2 separate regions of the Mus musculus genome follow, and region 2 is linked to region 1. Evidence: chromatin contacts called from public HiChIP or PLAC-seq data. All regions are on one chromosome and are shown on one strand. Each heading gives the region's core, a stretch centred on a gene start, on an enhancer-like site or on the middle of the called end of the contact. The rest is flanking DNA. Distances are from core to core; before and after follow the strand shown. Region 1 overlaps Enox2 (ecto-NOX disulfide-thiol exchanger 2). Region 2 holds the start of Enox2 (ecto-NOX disulfide-thiol exchanger 2).

Region 1 (7,693 bases), core at 2,208-4,707:
GAGGAACTGATTTATGTGAGGCTGTTGAAAACACAATGAACCACTCACCACAATTTTAACAAGGGTTGACGATGACATACCCACTTCTGATAGTGTCTATAATACTGGCATGAAAAGAGTTTACAGTACACTACCCAACGTAATGATGTTAATTCTCTACTTGCCAGGAGAGCTATCACTGCTACTGTCCTGGGTTCTCCCAGAGTGACAAGGAAAATTCATGATTTCATGGTCTTTAAACAATATCAAGGCATATCTCCAAGGTTACTAACTTTTATGCTCCTTAAAGTAATATTTCTGCTATTTGGATAGGGATAAATCAAAGTTTATTTTGATAGACACGATGAAGTTATATCTTTGGCTGGTCCTATTCATTTCATGCTTTATATAGTAAAGCTGTGAGAAGAAGAAATTGCAATGAAGACTGCAGCTACAGTTGAGAAAGAGGTATACTTGTAGCACAACTTCAAGTTAATTCCATACCCCAAGAATATTATCTTTGGTATATGTTTGTTGACTGTCAGGTTAGATATAAACAAGTATCTCCAATCTGCAAGAACTACTTATAAAAATGACAGCAGTTCTACATAAAAGTTTAGTCAAATGAGAAACCAGAGAAAGATGTTCAATAGGACTTTTGAGCATTCACATCCTGTGGTAGTTTGAATATGCTTGGTGCAGGGAGTGGCACAATTAGGAGATGTGGCCTTGTTGGAGTAGGTGTGGCATTGCTGGAGAAAGTGTCCACCCTGTGGGGTTGGGCAATGAGACCCTCCTCCTAACCACGTGGGAATGGGTCTTCTAGCAGCCTTCAGGTGAAGATGGAGAACTCTCAGCTCCTTTTACACCATGCCTGCCTGGGTGCTGCCATGCTCCTGCCTTGATGATAATGGACTGAACCTCTGAACCTATAAGCTAGCCCCAATTAAATGTTGTCCTTATAAGAGCTGCCTTGTTCATGGTGTCTGTTCACAGCAGTAAAACCTTAACCTGAGACATATCCCCACAGATAAATTAATTTTATATCTAAATACAAAAATACCTTCACAGGTGCCGAGGCAATCAGGGGTGAGATTATAGCAACTAGCATAAAACAAAAATTGAAAAGTGTCATTGGAGAGAATAAGTATTACAGTTTTTTTTTAAAAGATTTATTTATTTATTACATGTAAGTACACTGTAGCTGTCTTCAGACACTCCAGAAGAGGGAGTCAGATCTTGTTACAGATGGTTGTGAGCCACCATGTGGTTGCTGGGATTTGAACTCTGAACCTTTGGAAGAGCAGTCGGGTGCTCTTACCCACTGAGCCATCTCACCAGCTCAACTGCAGCTAACACAGAATGGAGAAAGATGCTATTTTTTTTTTTTCTGCAAAAGGAGAAGAAAGGGAGCAGCAGACTTTGCTCTAGATCCCAACATCAAGCCTGATTCAGTAAAACTCATCACATAGAAGGCACCCAAGGAACTACTCCAGCACCACTAAAGTTCTAGTCATCGGGCCAGCACTATTAGATACAGGACCTGCAACTGCCTGGTGCCAGGTCAGTCTCTCTAACTCCAAGATCCAGATGAGATTAACCATAGCCACTATGGTCCTGAAACATCCAGGCCTTTTACTTGCTGCAATATTAGTTCAGCACCTCAAGCATGAAGAATCAGACAACTACATTTCATCAGGGCTGGCAATGCTCACCCAGTAGTTTACCCAGATATAGCACTTATGAACCACAACAGTGAGCAGTATGGCACTATAACCCTAAGGATGCAGTACTGGCACACATATCTGGGTGTTAATCACCATCTCTCTAATTGAACTTAATATCCACTCAACAATAAGGAAATAATACCTGCTGCTGGAAACCTAGTGAACTACCAAGGGCTACTGAAGTCATAGATCTTAGAGGAGAACTTACAATCACCATATTTACAAAATAAATTTTATGCTCATCTCAACATACAGAAGAAAATATATTTGATTAAATTTATTATCCTTTTAGGCTTGGAGGCGACTGGGGATTGATCCCTTCCCTCAAACCCAGTTTTGTTCCTATTTAAGATTTAAAATATTACCAACAAATCCTGATTGGTTTTAAAGTCTGCTTCACTGAAGAAAATGTTTGCCTAGTACTATAAACATGGCTGAGAACCCATGGGTGAGGAACTCACAGCCCGCAGGAGTTAACTTACTGTTATTATTCTGCTACAGAAAATATTTCCCATGGAACTGGTCTACTAAATTATGAAAACAATGATCAATGTCATCAGTCATCTGGAAAATGTAAATTAAAATGACAACAAATTATAACCTCACACCTGTAATTATACCCAGTATCAAAAAGGTGCAATGTAAGTATTGGCTAGAATATAAAGCGAAGGGAGGCTCTTGCACACTGTTGGTGGGAATGTAAGTTAGTAGGACCACTTTGTAAAACAGCATGGAGATCCCTCAAAAATAAATAATTACTGCATAGTCTAGCAATCCCACTATTTTATCTATATCCAAAGAAAGCAAAATCTACATTTCAGATGTCTACTGTTATGATCATTAAAGCAACAGTCACAATGGCCATGATTCAGAAATAATAGGCACATACATAAATGAATGAATGTATAAAAAATGCAGTAAGTACAATACCATATAATTTTTCTAAAGGAGGAAGTACTAAAATTTACATTAATATGAGTGATCCTGGAGGACATTACAGTGAGGCACATGAAGACAAAGGCTGCATCATCTCACATATGCAATCTAAAAGGTTAAAAAGCACATAAGCATACATTTGAATGATGGCTACCAACTCTGGGAGTGGGGTTGGGAGGTTTTGTTCAAATGATACAAACTTTTAGTTAGATGAAGTAGCAAGTTCAAGAAATTTACTTTATGACATGGTTATCACAGTAACATATAATAAGAGTATATTTTAAGTATATTCATCACACAAAAGATAATTGACTTTAAAATATACTTTATTTAGCCATCAAACAATGTGTACATATTATTTCAAAACATTATGTTGTTAAAGTATTTACAATCTTTGTCCATCATATTTAAAAAAAAAAAAGAAAAGAGAGGAAGTGACTAATTCTTGAAGGTAGGCATCATTTGTAATGGCTTATGAGCTGGGTCCTCAGGAATTAGCAAAACAGCTGGAAAGGAAAGGGAGCAGCAAAGTAAGGGGGCTGCTGAGAAAAGACTCCTGTCCCGAACACTAAAGCACAGTCAAGGGAAAGCTCATGTTCTTATAGGCCTTACACACACTGGAAAATGGCACTGATGAGGAAGTAAGCATTCTATTCTGAATTCTACATTTGGAAATGGATATCAGTTTCAGAATTGCCTACAAGTGCATGTCCATTCCAGCATTACTTAACAAATCTTCCAGGAGAATAGCACCCACACTAAAGTCCTCTAACAAAAGCAGGCCTTTGTCAAACAGAAGGCAATTCAACTGCAAAATGAAAGAACTGGGAAAATGGAAAGTAGACATTGTTTAAGAAATCACTGGATATAATGGGGGAGGAGAAGAGAATGGGGGTTGGCGGCAAAGACAGAGATAGACACAAAGAAAGAAATAGTTATAAATACAAAGGGCAGTGGTTTATATGTCAGATACTGATGATGGATGAATTTGAGGGAAAACCCCACATATATGAAATGCCCCTGTGCAGATAATAGACATTACTTCCTTAAAACGCAGAGCTGTGGATCCCAGTCCCAAGTGACACATACAACTAGGGTTTCAATGCAGAAGTGGGGGCAGAGAGATGAGAGGAGCCCGAGGAACAGAAACCTCTGAATGAAGTCTGAACAATATGCTGAGTTTAACAATTAACAAGAATTCAAGAACAAGACTTTATGAACTGGAAAGAGAGCCAGAGATGGTGTACAAGGGGGGCGGGGATTGCAAAGAGAAAAGGGAAGGGAGAAATGATGTCATTATATTCTAATATCAAAACAGAAAACAATAATAACAACAACAACAAAAAAAAAAAACCTGTGAATTCTTTCCTCCAAAGACAAGGAAAAAAAATACTAGCCTCCTGAAAAACAACTAATATAACAAAAACAAAACAACTTTTCTGGCTTTGATTTTTGATCACAAATCAACTTATGGCTCTAGTATATCCCCTCTGAACATTCATCAGTATCCTTATTTCTTCTTTTTGCTGTGATCGTCTACAACTTGTCTGCCTTACGTAGTATGTTCTCTTTTCTTAGGAAATTTTCGTAAATATCAAGGACTTCCAGCATTCATGTGGGATTGTAGATGTGTAGTAGAAGCCTTTTTATGAGATACTAGTGGAATTTCTGAGAAAATCTGCATGATCTAAAATTGACAGAAATTCTTAATGAAAGTTTGAAGCCATAAGAATACCTCCAAGTCTAGAGACTGCCATATCTGGGATCCATCCCATAATCAGCTTCCAAACGCTGACACCATTGCATACACTGGCAAGATTTTGCTGAAAGAACCCAGATATGGCTGTCTCTTGTGAGACCATGCCGGGGCCTGGAAAACACAGAAGTGGATGCTCACAGTCAGCTATTGGATGGATCACAGGGCCCAAAATGGAGGAGCTAGAGAAAGCTGAAGGGATCTGCAATCCTATAGGTGGAACAACAATATGAACTAACCAATACCCCCCAGAGCTCGTGTCTCTAGCTGCATATGAATCAGAAGATGGCCTAGTCGGCCATCAGTGGAAAGAGAGGCCCATTCGACTTGCAAACTTTATATGCCTCAGTACAGGGGAACACCAGGGCCAAAAAGTGGGAGTGAGTGGGTGGGGGAGTGGGTGGGGGAGCATGTGGGGGACTTTTGGGATAGCATTGGAAATGTAAATGAAATAAATACCCAATTTAAAAAAAAGAATACCTCCAAGTCATTCATTAATATTTCTAATATCACACAACATTAAGAGGTAGAATATATATTAGAATCCACATTACAGAACTTACCTTATATATGAAAAATGGAGAGGAAAAAGTGACATGGCTAAGATGTATAATTATCAAGAAAGGAATTGACACTGAGATCAATTAGGACACTATTTTAGTTTAGCTTAAAGAAGATACTAAAGTATTTCCTTATTTTCGTCTCTCAAATTGAAAGCACTCAAATAATATGAAAGCAGTTTTCATAAATTTTAGCGTCTAAAACATATTATTGGTCTGGCTAGATGGGTAGAACTGAGTACTATGAAGCCTGAAAAACTGTGTTCAATCCCAGCAACCCACACAGTGGGAGTGGAGAATGGATTGCTCCAAGCGGTCATCTAACCTCTGAACATGTGCCATGGCAAATACGAACCCCCTTCCAAATACACAAACCAAAATATGTTAGCTGTATGTAGGTCTTCCATATCTTTATTTAGTTTTTATTTAGGGAACAGTATGGGAGATTGAACACAGGGCATTGTTCATGTTAACATTTATAGTTTTCTTTAATGGTCTTTTGAAGGTATATTTTCACTGATCAAAACTGTTGTACGTTTGTAACCAATCTCCCAACTTTAAGTTGCTTCATTTAATTTTAATGAGAAGTACTGCGGGTAATACACTCTTTTATAAAGTTTTCTATTTAAAGAATAAAAGGCCTGCTTAATAAAGGAAGCATTAAGTAAAGTTAAAAGACAAGCTGTGGAGTATGAAATGATATTTTTTAAAATAGGGATTAATATATAGAGTAGGTATATCATTTATGTCATAAGAAAAAACTGACCATAATAAAAGATAAAAGTTATGTTCAATAAATACACAGAATGATCATAAACCTCAATAATAAATATGAAATACACATAAGAAAATAGTGACTATTTCTTACTCACAACATTGAAAAGATGTTTCTATCTTATAATCTTGAGGACTACAGTATGTGGAGAAAGAAGAATCATAACATACTACTTAAGGAAGGATGAAGTACTACAAGGGCTTGGAGAACTGGCAGAATTGGCATTGTACATGCCACAACCCAGCAATACCACTTCAAAATGAAAGACATCTTGTGCACTTGAAAGAGACCGGTAAGAACTTCTTATGCTAGTTTAAAAACAAACAATCTAAAAATAGCCTATGGACAGAAAAGGAGGAAAGGATTGAGAAGCTGCTCAATCAGTGCTTGTATCAGTGTTTGTACAGTTGTTTAAAATGGAAGGGAACGGAGTTAGCATATAACACAGGTAAGTGTAAAAAACACAATGCTGAGTGAAAACAGGTTTTGGAGAAGGTACCATGAGGTGTTGAGAAGGAGGTATATTCTTTTGCTTTAAGATAAAATGTTCTGTACATAGCTGTTAAATCCATTTGGTTCATAACTTCTATTAGTTTCACTGTATTTCTGTTTAGTTTCTGTTTCCATGATCTGTCCAATGCTGAGAGTGGGGTGTTGAAGTCTCCCACTATTATTGTGTGGGGTACAATGTTTCTTTTATTTGGAGAATAGATGTTCAGAATTGAGAGTTCATCTTGGTAGATTTTACCTTCGATGAGTATGAAGTGTCCTTCCTTTTTTTTTGATAGCTTTAGGTAGAAAGTCAATTTTATTTGATATTAGAATGGCTACTCCAGCTTGTTTCTTGAGACCATTTGCTTGGAGCACTGTTTTCTAGCCTTTTACTCTGAGATAGTCTGTGTTTCCTGTATGCAGCAAAATGTTGGGTCCTGTTTACTTATCCAGTCTGTTACTCTGTCTTTTTATTGAGGAATTGAGTCCATTGATATTAAGAGATGTTAATAAATAGTGATTGTTTCTTCCTGTTATTTTTGTTGTTAAAGGTATAATTCTGTTCCTGTGGCTATCTTCTTTTAGGTTTGTTGAAAGATTACTTTCTTACGTTTTCTAGGGTGTAGTTTCCCTCCTTGAGTTGGAGTTGGAACACTCACAAAAAGGGACCTATCATGACTGCCTTCCAAAAGACCCAACAAGCAGCTGAGAGAGTCAGATGCAGATATTTGCACCCAACCAATGGACAGAAGCAGCTGACTCCTGTTGTAGAATTAGGTAAATGCTGAAAGAAGCTGAGGAGAAGGGAGATCCTGTAGGAGGACCAGCAGTCTTAATTAATTTGGACCCCCCAAGATTTTTCAAACACTGGACCACAAACAGAGAACATACACCAACTAATATGAGGCCCCCAACACACATACAAGTAAAAACTTCCAGTTCTGTGTTCATTCAGAGATGATGCACCTAACACTCAAGAGACTGGAGGCTCCAGGGAGTTTAGAGGTCAGGTGGTGTAGGGGGTGGGGGCATCCACATAGAGACAGGGTGGGCGGGGAGGAGGTGTGGGATGTGGAGCAGTCAGAGGGTGGATGGGGAGGGGTGGGGAATGGAATATGAAGTGTAAAAAATGAATTACAAATAAAATTAAATTAAAAAAGAAATCCATCAATGTAAGCCACCATATAAACAGAATCAAAAACAAAAACCACATGATCATCTCAGTAGATGCTGAGAAAGCATTTGACAAAATCCAAAACCCATCCATGATAAAAGGCTTGGAAAGATCAGGAATTCAAGGCCCATACCTAAACATAATAAAAGCAATGTACAGCAAACCAGTAGCCAACATCAAACTAAATGGAGAGAAACTGGAAGCAATCCCACTAAAATCAGGGACTAGACAAGGCTGTCCACTTTCTCCCTACCTATTCAATATAGTACTAAGTCCTAGCCAGAGCAGTTACAC
Region 2 (7,693 bases), core at 2,609-5,108, 92 kb after region 1:
CTGTAAAATTAGGATAATAAATATATACAACAGATAAAAAGTACAAGTCATATGTAATCTTATCATTTGTGGTAAACCCCTATTTGTATATATTTAATACTGCAGCAATTCTCCTGTGTGTACATACACAGACTTATGTGCCATGTGTAAGTTAAGTAAACCTTTAAGTTAGAATATTTTACACTCTACTGGGAGTTGTATGGCCTGAAAAAGATAACAAACATGTCTACAATGTTAAAAAGTGAAAGTATGAGTGTTTTAACTGTTAGGTTCAGCAAAAGTAACAAATGTGGGAAAACTGCAGTAGCTGTCAATTTACCTTTTTCCGTACTTTTGAATTTCCTGCATTACCAAGCTCCACAGTTGGATTCTTGGGGATGTTGTTATGGTTTGCCATACAATAACCGCTTCTTAGATGTCTTTTGTCCCAGGTGCTCTTTCTAAGTGTATAGAGACAACCAAGATATGGATGGTCCCTGCCCTCGGGAGCTTACAACCAACTGAGAAAGCAACATCCAGAGAATGATACTACAGCATGAGCTACTGTAGACTAGAAATAGTATGGGTCCTACAGCAGGGAGAACACTAACCCTGCCTTGTGTGTGCATTCATGCATATGTGGGTTGTTTCTTGGAAAGGCTTCCCAGAGATGGTCATATGTCAATTGAATTTTGAAGAGTCTCAGTAGCACTCAGTGAGGTAAGAAGTATGGTTTTGCATAACCCAAATCCACTCGCCTGAAGAGTAACCATCACCCGGCTGCCACCTTAATGCATGAAATAGCATGCTCTGGCAATATTATGCTCATCATAAAAGATAAATACCAAGCAAGTAGTAACACTAATAGAATAATATTTACATGTACCAATTCCTCCTAATTCTAACTAATAAGTAGCTCCACTCTGTCCTTTCCCCTGTCACCTTAAAAATGTGAAAATGTGCTAGTGATGCACCCTTCCTGAAAATGTCACGTTATTTTCTATTTCCTACTGGATTCCTTATATCTAATTACATGAGGTTATAACTTGGTGATGCTGAACATAGTCACACTCTTACTGAATATTTGTCCTTAGATCAACTTAAGACTAATGTAGTTTCTATTTTTATTAGATCAAGTCCTATGCAACCTTAGGTTTGATGAGCTAATCCAGATGTTTTTTTTTTTCTGATACATTCAAGTATGCAACAAATGAACTTTTAAATGTGAGTGAGAGCACCACATAACTACCACTGGTCTATGCACCCCATTTGGACAGCCAATGGGCCTGTGTATTCATATTCAGTACCATTACAGCTGATTCTTCAAAAATCATGCTCAAAATGCTGTAGCGTGCTTTGCTTGGACCTTCCTTATCCTAGACATCTGTACCCAGCTGTGACGAACTGTTCACACTCTACTCTTATAGAGACACACATCGTTCAGAGTGATTCCTTTATCTCTAATGGCTCCTCTCTACCCTTCTTTGCCCTGCAAACTCCTTATTCCCTCAAGGCCTGTCATGTCACCTCCTCACAAAAGACGTTTCCATAACCTCCTCCTCTGATTAGCTACTCTTTCCTCACCATATCACAATGCTGTCTACCTGTTTCCATTCTCCTACAATCTTCTACTCCATGGTACCTCACAACTGTGGTCACCTAGCTCCCCGAAATCCAGTGAGGGTTCAGGCCTTGTATTCGATTGTATCTTCTTGTATTTCACGTGTACTCGGGTCCCAGAGGACATCTAGTAACCTGGGTCCCCTTGAAAAAGCTGAAATGAAATAAAACCCAAAGAACTGTCTACACCCAAATGATGTAAAGGTTGGACATAATTTTTTGTATAGAATCATCTAATTTAGAAAAAGAAACATTGACTATAATTTTGGCAGGCATAATCAACTATGGTTATAACAGTTAATCTAATGTGGTATTGGCAACGACTTTACAGCAGACACACTCTGACACAAAAATCCAAATGACTCATTTGGGTTTCTTCCAGGATGAACAATTGTACCTTAATCTTTCCTTGCCACAGTTGGAAAATCATGAACAAAAATACACATCAGAACTAGGAAACCATGGGCGAAGAGCATGGGCGTTCAAGTCAGAAGTTTGTACATCAAAACTCCACCTCGATTATCTCTAATCTATTTGTCTTTAGATATTTGCTTAAAATACCCAGTTTAGTTTCTTCTTCTAGAGAAATAGTGGAAATAATAGTACATATAAGACTCTCAGACAGTGTCACTAAGTGCTTATGATTCTTGGACATTATGTGGGCTCAATAAATAGGAGTCAATACTGTCTTCTAATCAGATGGTTACAATTCAGGTATTCTGCTACACAAGGACAGCAAACTCATTTCTTATTATGTTTATGGCACTTTGCTTTCTAATTGACAGATACAGGTTGTGGCGAAGATTAGCCACAAATAAAACATCTACAAGACAAAAGTTTCTCCTTATATTTAAACTCACACCTGGAACATACCACCACACTTCTTTGTGTTCTCCAAGAATTGATCTCAAATCAGGTTCCCCTAGGATGAAAAGGAAAATCACCCAGTCTTAATTTTTTTGTCTTTAATTTTATTCAATACAGAATAAATTCAAACTTTGCATATTCTTCTACCTGTCATGTCACTATGATCTCCCAATATTATCCTAGTATTATCTCCCAATATATCCCTGCTGATACCTCTTCTAGAACCATGTGTGCCTCTGTCATACACTCCTTCCTTTTCCATCCCCCACTTCTTATTCGCCAAGTCCTGCATCATCAAGAAGCATTTTCTTCCTCTTATGCTCCTTTTGAATCTCTTTTAAACCACTGGAGCCCAAATGAAAGGCAACCTCTTCCACAAAGCATACTAGGATTGTTCTAAGGAAAGAGTAAGTTTCAAGACGTCAGGAAGCTCTGAGTTAGGCTAGAACTTTTACAAAGCAGCCTCTCAATTCTATCTATTGGTGTTAATCAGATTTTGCTGGAAGCCCTTAATATGCTCCAGGTTTTTAAATGGTCCAATTTGCCCTCTACCCTCACTAGAACACTGTACTGAACCTTAATTGTGTATTTCTCAAAAGTAAGATTCTTTTTTTTTCTGCTTCCTATCCCTTCTGGAAATTGAAGGACACCTTTTCCACTCCAATGACTAGTTGAAAAAGGCCAGTAAAAAGAGATGAGCCAAGAGAAAGAGATTGAGAGAGAGAAAGAGAGAGAGAGAACACCTCATTATCAGGAAGCAGAAATGGAAATTGACAGAAAATCAAGCCCTGGGTTTAGCAAGGAATTTCCACTCGCCTAGAGGAAACGGGGGTGCAGGGTGGGGTCGAGTGGGGTTTGTGTGTGTACTTGCAGTGGTAGGTGCTCAGAGCTGAGCAACAAATTAAAGGCGGGAACAGAGCACCCAACTCCTGCCTGAAGGGGAATCCAGATGCCACTTTTTGGAGGCTCTCTCATCCTAAGAAGGAGCCTGCGCTGGGTGGTGGGGAGAGGGGCGGGTGGAGGTAGGAAATAAGAGAAGAGTTGGGAGGAGGGGGGACGTGCTTGTGCTTTGGATGCTAAGGCAACTGGTGCCTGCCCCCCAACTCCAGTCAAGGCACCCACCACCCATGAAGAAGCGGGCTGGGCGGAGTTAGGCGCCAAAGATTGCGGCCCCGGAAGCACCCTCCTCCCTAGACCCCCTCGGTCCCACAGTCCCCGGCCACTGCCACTCGGGCTTTCTGCCTCGCTGACCTCCAGCTCCCCGGCTACCGAAGCGCTACTCCTTAAACAGCCGCGGAAAATCGGACCCGCTCGGAAGTTCCTGGACCCGGAGTGCCCTCAGGGTGGGGTGTGCCCCACAACTGTCTTCCCAACCGTGCACCTTCTACTAGATGGCCTAGGCCAGGCAATGGGGCCCAATAGCTGGACTCTAACCTACCAGGTGACTATTGAAGCCTCTCCCATTGGCTAGGGCATCAGAGAACCGCGAGGCCCGAGCATGTGTCTTCATGGGAAATGTAGTTTGAGGTCACAGGAAACTGTTATTCCTCAGAAGTATCCAATATTTGCTTAGGTATCAAGGGATGCTAGAGGATTCTGGGAGATGAAGTCAAAATGCTTTCTTCTAGATACCCACAATTCCTCTCACACCAAGCTTCCTGAAAACCCTGAGTTGAAATACAGGACAGTGTTATGGGTATTGTAGTTTAGTGTGCAAGGACCCTCAAGCTTAGGTATAGAGAGCTTGTAGAGACAGATAAATGTTCGAGATTCTTTTGAATACTAGAAAAGTATTTATGTTTTGAGAAAGAATGTTTGCATTGCATTATAATTTGACATTTTCATTTGAAGTCTGAGTATGGTTGATTTTTTTGTTTAAGGAAGAATGCTGCTATCTAGCCTAGAACTGGCTTTGAATTAAGAATCCTACTGCCTAAGCCTCTTCAAATGCATAATTAAACACATGTGCTATGAACATATACATTTCCGTTTTGTTAAGATTAAATTTTTAATTAAAAATATACCTTGTAAAAGTTTGCCTTTTGTTAGAGTCATTAGAAAACTAGGTACTTCTAATTGGGAATTATATTTTCCTTTAGGACTTGTCATAATTAAATATGTAAATGTGATGTGGAGATACCAAAAGAAATCTACTAAATAGATAGGCAGTTAAGCTGTATTCTTGTATTGAAGATTGATGGCTTTGCCATATACTAGTATAATGCTATAGCTCATAACAGATGCACAATACAACTAGAAAAATATCTTACATATCTTCAAGAAAACATCTTTTAAGTAAAACTATGTAACAAGAGACCAGTAAATAAATGGGTGGATAAACACCAGTAGACCCAACTTCATAAAAGACACATTAGATCTAAAAACACATACTAATGCAAACACATTTAAAGTAGGTGACCTTAAAACCCCACTCCCACCAAAAAGCAGGACGAAAACTAAACAGAGAATTTCTAGAGTTTACACAACATCAAAAATCAAATAGACTGAACAGACATCTACAGAAATTACACTCAGACACTAAAGAGTACATATTCTTCTCATCAGCCCATGGAAACTTCTACAAAATTAACATGTTAGGACACAAATCAAGACTGAACAAACAAAGAAAAGAAAATTTGAAATAATATCCTACATTTTATTGAATCACAGTAGAATAAGGGTAGATATTAACAGCAATAGAAACTATAAGAAATACACAAACTCAAAAAAGCAAAACACACTACTGGATGATAATTTGGTCAAAAAACTCAAGGAGACAAATTTTTAATTCTTAGAATTGATGGAAAAGGAAAACAACACATCAAAACAAATAGCACATGATAAAGGCTAGGCTAAGGGGAAGTTTTATAGCACTAAGTGCCTACATTAAAAGCAAAAGAAAACAGAGAGCCAGGTGTGGTGGTCCACATCTTTCTCAGTACTAAGGATGTAGAAGCAGGCAAGCCTCTATGAATTCAAAGTTTGACTGCTTTTCATAATGAGTTCCAAGCCAGCCAAAGATACATAGTGAGACTGTGTTTCAAAGCAAACAAACATTAAGGGATTGTAAATTAATTAAAAGAAAGAGAAAGATGATACAAATTAATAAAATTAGAGATGAAAGGGGAGAAATTACAACAGATAGTGAGGAAATTCAGGGAATCATGAGGACATTACAAATTCGTGTTCCACTAAAAAGAAAAATCTAAAATAAGTGGATAAACTTCTAGATACATATGACTTACCAACCTTAAGCTAAGGTGAAGTAATATAAAGAAACACATAGCAACCAATGAATTATAAGCAGGAATAATAAATCTCCCTGCTAAAAAATTCCCAAGACCAGATAGATTCAGCACAGAATACTACCTGTCCATTAAAGAAGAACTAATATCAATACTCCTTTCATCATCCCATAAAATAGGGAAGGAAAGAACGTTTCCAAATTATTTTTATAAAATCAGTGTTACCCTTATTCTAAAAAGGTGATAAATAAATCCAGACCAATCTCCCTGATGAACATAGATGAAAATACTCAATAAAATATCTAGATAGCTGCCCATCAAAAAGTTATCCAGGAATACTAATCAGGTGTACGCTCAGTGATTCATTAAGTATATCTGATTGGTCCCTTTATATTACTTACTTCGTTTTAGCTCGTTTGGTAAGTCATATGTATCTAGAAGTTTATCCACTCATTTTAGATTTTTCTTTTTAGTGGAATATGAATTTGTAAAATTCAAGAGCACATCAAAGAGTTCATCCACTACCGCCCAGCTGGCCTCATCCTAGAGATACAGAGATGTTTCAACATATGTAAACCAGTAAATGTAACCCATGACCTAAGGAGACTCAAGGGTTGTAACCACATGTTTTCTCACTAGATACAGAAAAGGCTTCTTATAAAATCTAACATCCTTTCATGATAAAATTCTTGGTGTGCCTACCACAGTCAATATCATGCAAAACAGAAAAGACCCAAAGCATTTCCACAAAAATTATGTAACAGACAATGATGTCCATGCTCCCCCTCCCCATTCACATAGTGCTTGAAGTCTTATCTCAAGTAGTAAGAGTAGAGAGGGGGATAAAAGGGATACAGACAAGACAATATACTAATTAGGGGCATATAAAGAAACAAGACCAATGGGTATATGTGTGTGTATATGTGTATGTGTGTGTATACATATATGTGTGTATGTAATATGTGTATACATATACATACATACTTGTATATGTATGTGTGTATATATGGATATATGTATATGCTACTTGTTCTGAGTATGTGTATATGTGAATATGTATAAATTTCCTTCGTGTCTTATTAAAATGTGTGGGCAGGCATATGTAGAAAGTCTATACTCTTTGATTCACTGTTAGTATACTTTTTGACACACTGTTGTATAGCTGGGCAAATTTATGAAGTGGTGGCCCTTTTCTGAAATATTGGTAAATAATGCTTGGTAAATAATGCTGGATGGATTCAGAGAGAAGTTAAAAGGAAAACTTTCAAACTCTCTACAGAGCCAGTATAGACCTCATGACGTTACAGTTAGATTCAGGTTTGCAATGTGAATGTTTGATTTAAATCTTGTCTCAGGATAAGTTGTAGTTTATCTGTAGCTATATTTACAGGCCATTGTGTGCCATGGTAGTGGGCCATCAAGTAAATATTACTATTGAACTTGATACTGATATTAGACTCCAAAGTTATAGTTTTAGCCAATGGACCAATTTGATGCTTTGATAAGTGTAAAAACCCACACTGAGGTGGACAGTCATCCAGAATGGCCTGGGTTATACCTCATTGGAAACACAATGCATAAGAACCCTGGTTCTAAGAGTTTCACCAGGGCTCAGTCTGTAGACCAGCTTTTTTATACACCACATTAAATATTAGTTCCCAAGGTTCACTTTAGCTTTTAGTCAATATTGCAATCACTTTTATTTCTAGAATTGAGACTTAGTAAAAGCCAGGATTATCTCTTGTTTTGGAGTTCATATGCATAGTGATTTTGCTGCCTATAGAAAGGTTATGCAACAATATGAATAGTATGTGTGCTCAATGATTCATTCATCAAGTTGTTTCAATTAATGTGTATGATAATGGATTATGCTTAGTCTAATAATTAGATCTCGGTCTATAGCCAATGACCCAGGCTCATCCAGTATCTCATATCCAGTTTTGTGTCATGTTAGGACATGGTCTGTGGTGTACCTGTGTTAG

Evidence for each region. HiChIP or PLAC-seq counts read pairs in DNA pulled down with a chosen protein or histone mark.
Region 2: a contact with region 1 is called in an H3K27ac HiChIP or PLAC-seq map of bone marrow-derived dendritic cells, with 2.7 times the contacts expected there. The contact joins the promoter of Enox2 here to the enhancer-like site in region 1. A contact is called at or near these places in 2 of 39 promoter capture datasets (the C10 cell line and hippocampal neurons), 2 of 484 Hi-C or Micro-C datasets (the CH12 cell line and macrophages), 2 of 115 datasets of contacts at active chromatin or transcription factors (bone marrow-derived dendritic cells and microglia) and 2 of 9 other capture datasets (macrophages and pancreatic islet).

What each region holds. Positions count from the first base shown.
Region 1 is chrX:49,192,879-49,200,571 of GRCm38.p6, forward strand. The region is part of intron 2 of Enox2 (ecto-NOX disulfide-thiol exchanger 2); the gene reads right to left. Among named protein-coding and RNA genes, the nearest start is that of Gm39513, 90 kb to the right of the region's middle. Within about 2 kb of position 3,458, at least 14 of the 459 cell types and tissues checked have an H3K27ac peak or open chromatin away from gene starts, as enhancers often do. A contact at or near this core is called in bone marrow-derived dendritic cells, where this site is marked.
Region 2 is chrX:49,284,384-49,292,076 of GRCm38.p6, forward strand. Enox2 (ecto-NOX disulfide-thiol exchanger 2) reads right to left here and starts at 3,859. Exons shown (of 16, transcript NM_001271447.1): 1 at 3,718-3,859; 2 at 2,462-2,521. Gm39513 (a long non-coding RNA gene) reads left to right here and starts at 2,533. Exons shown (of 2, transcript XR_882305.2): 1 at 2,533-3,907.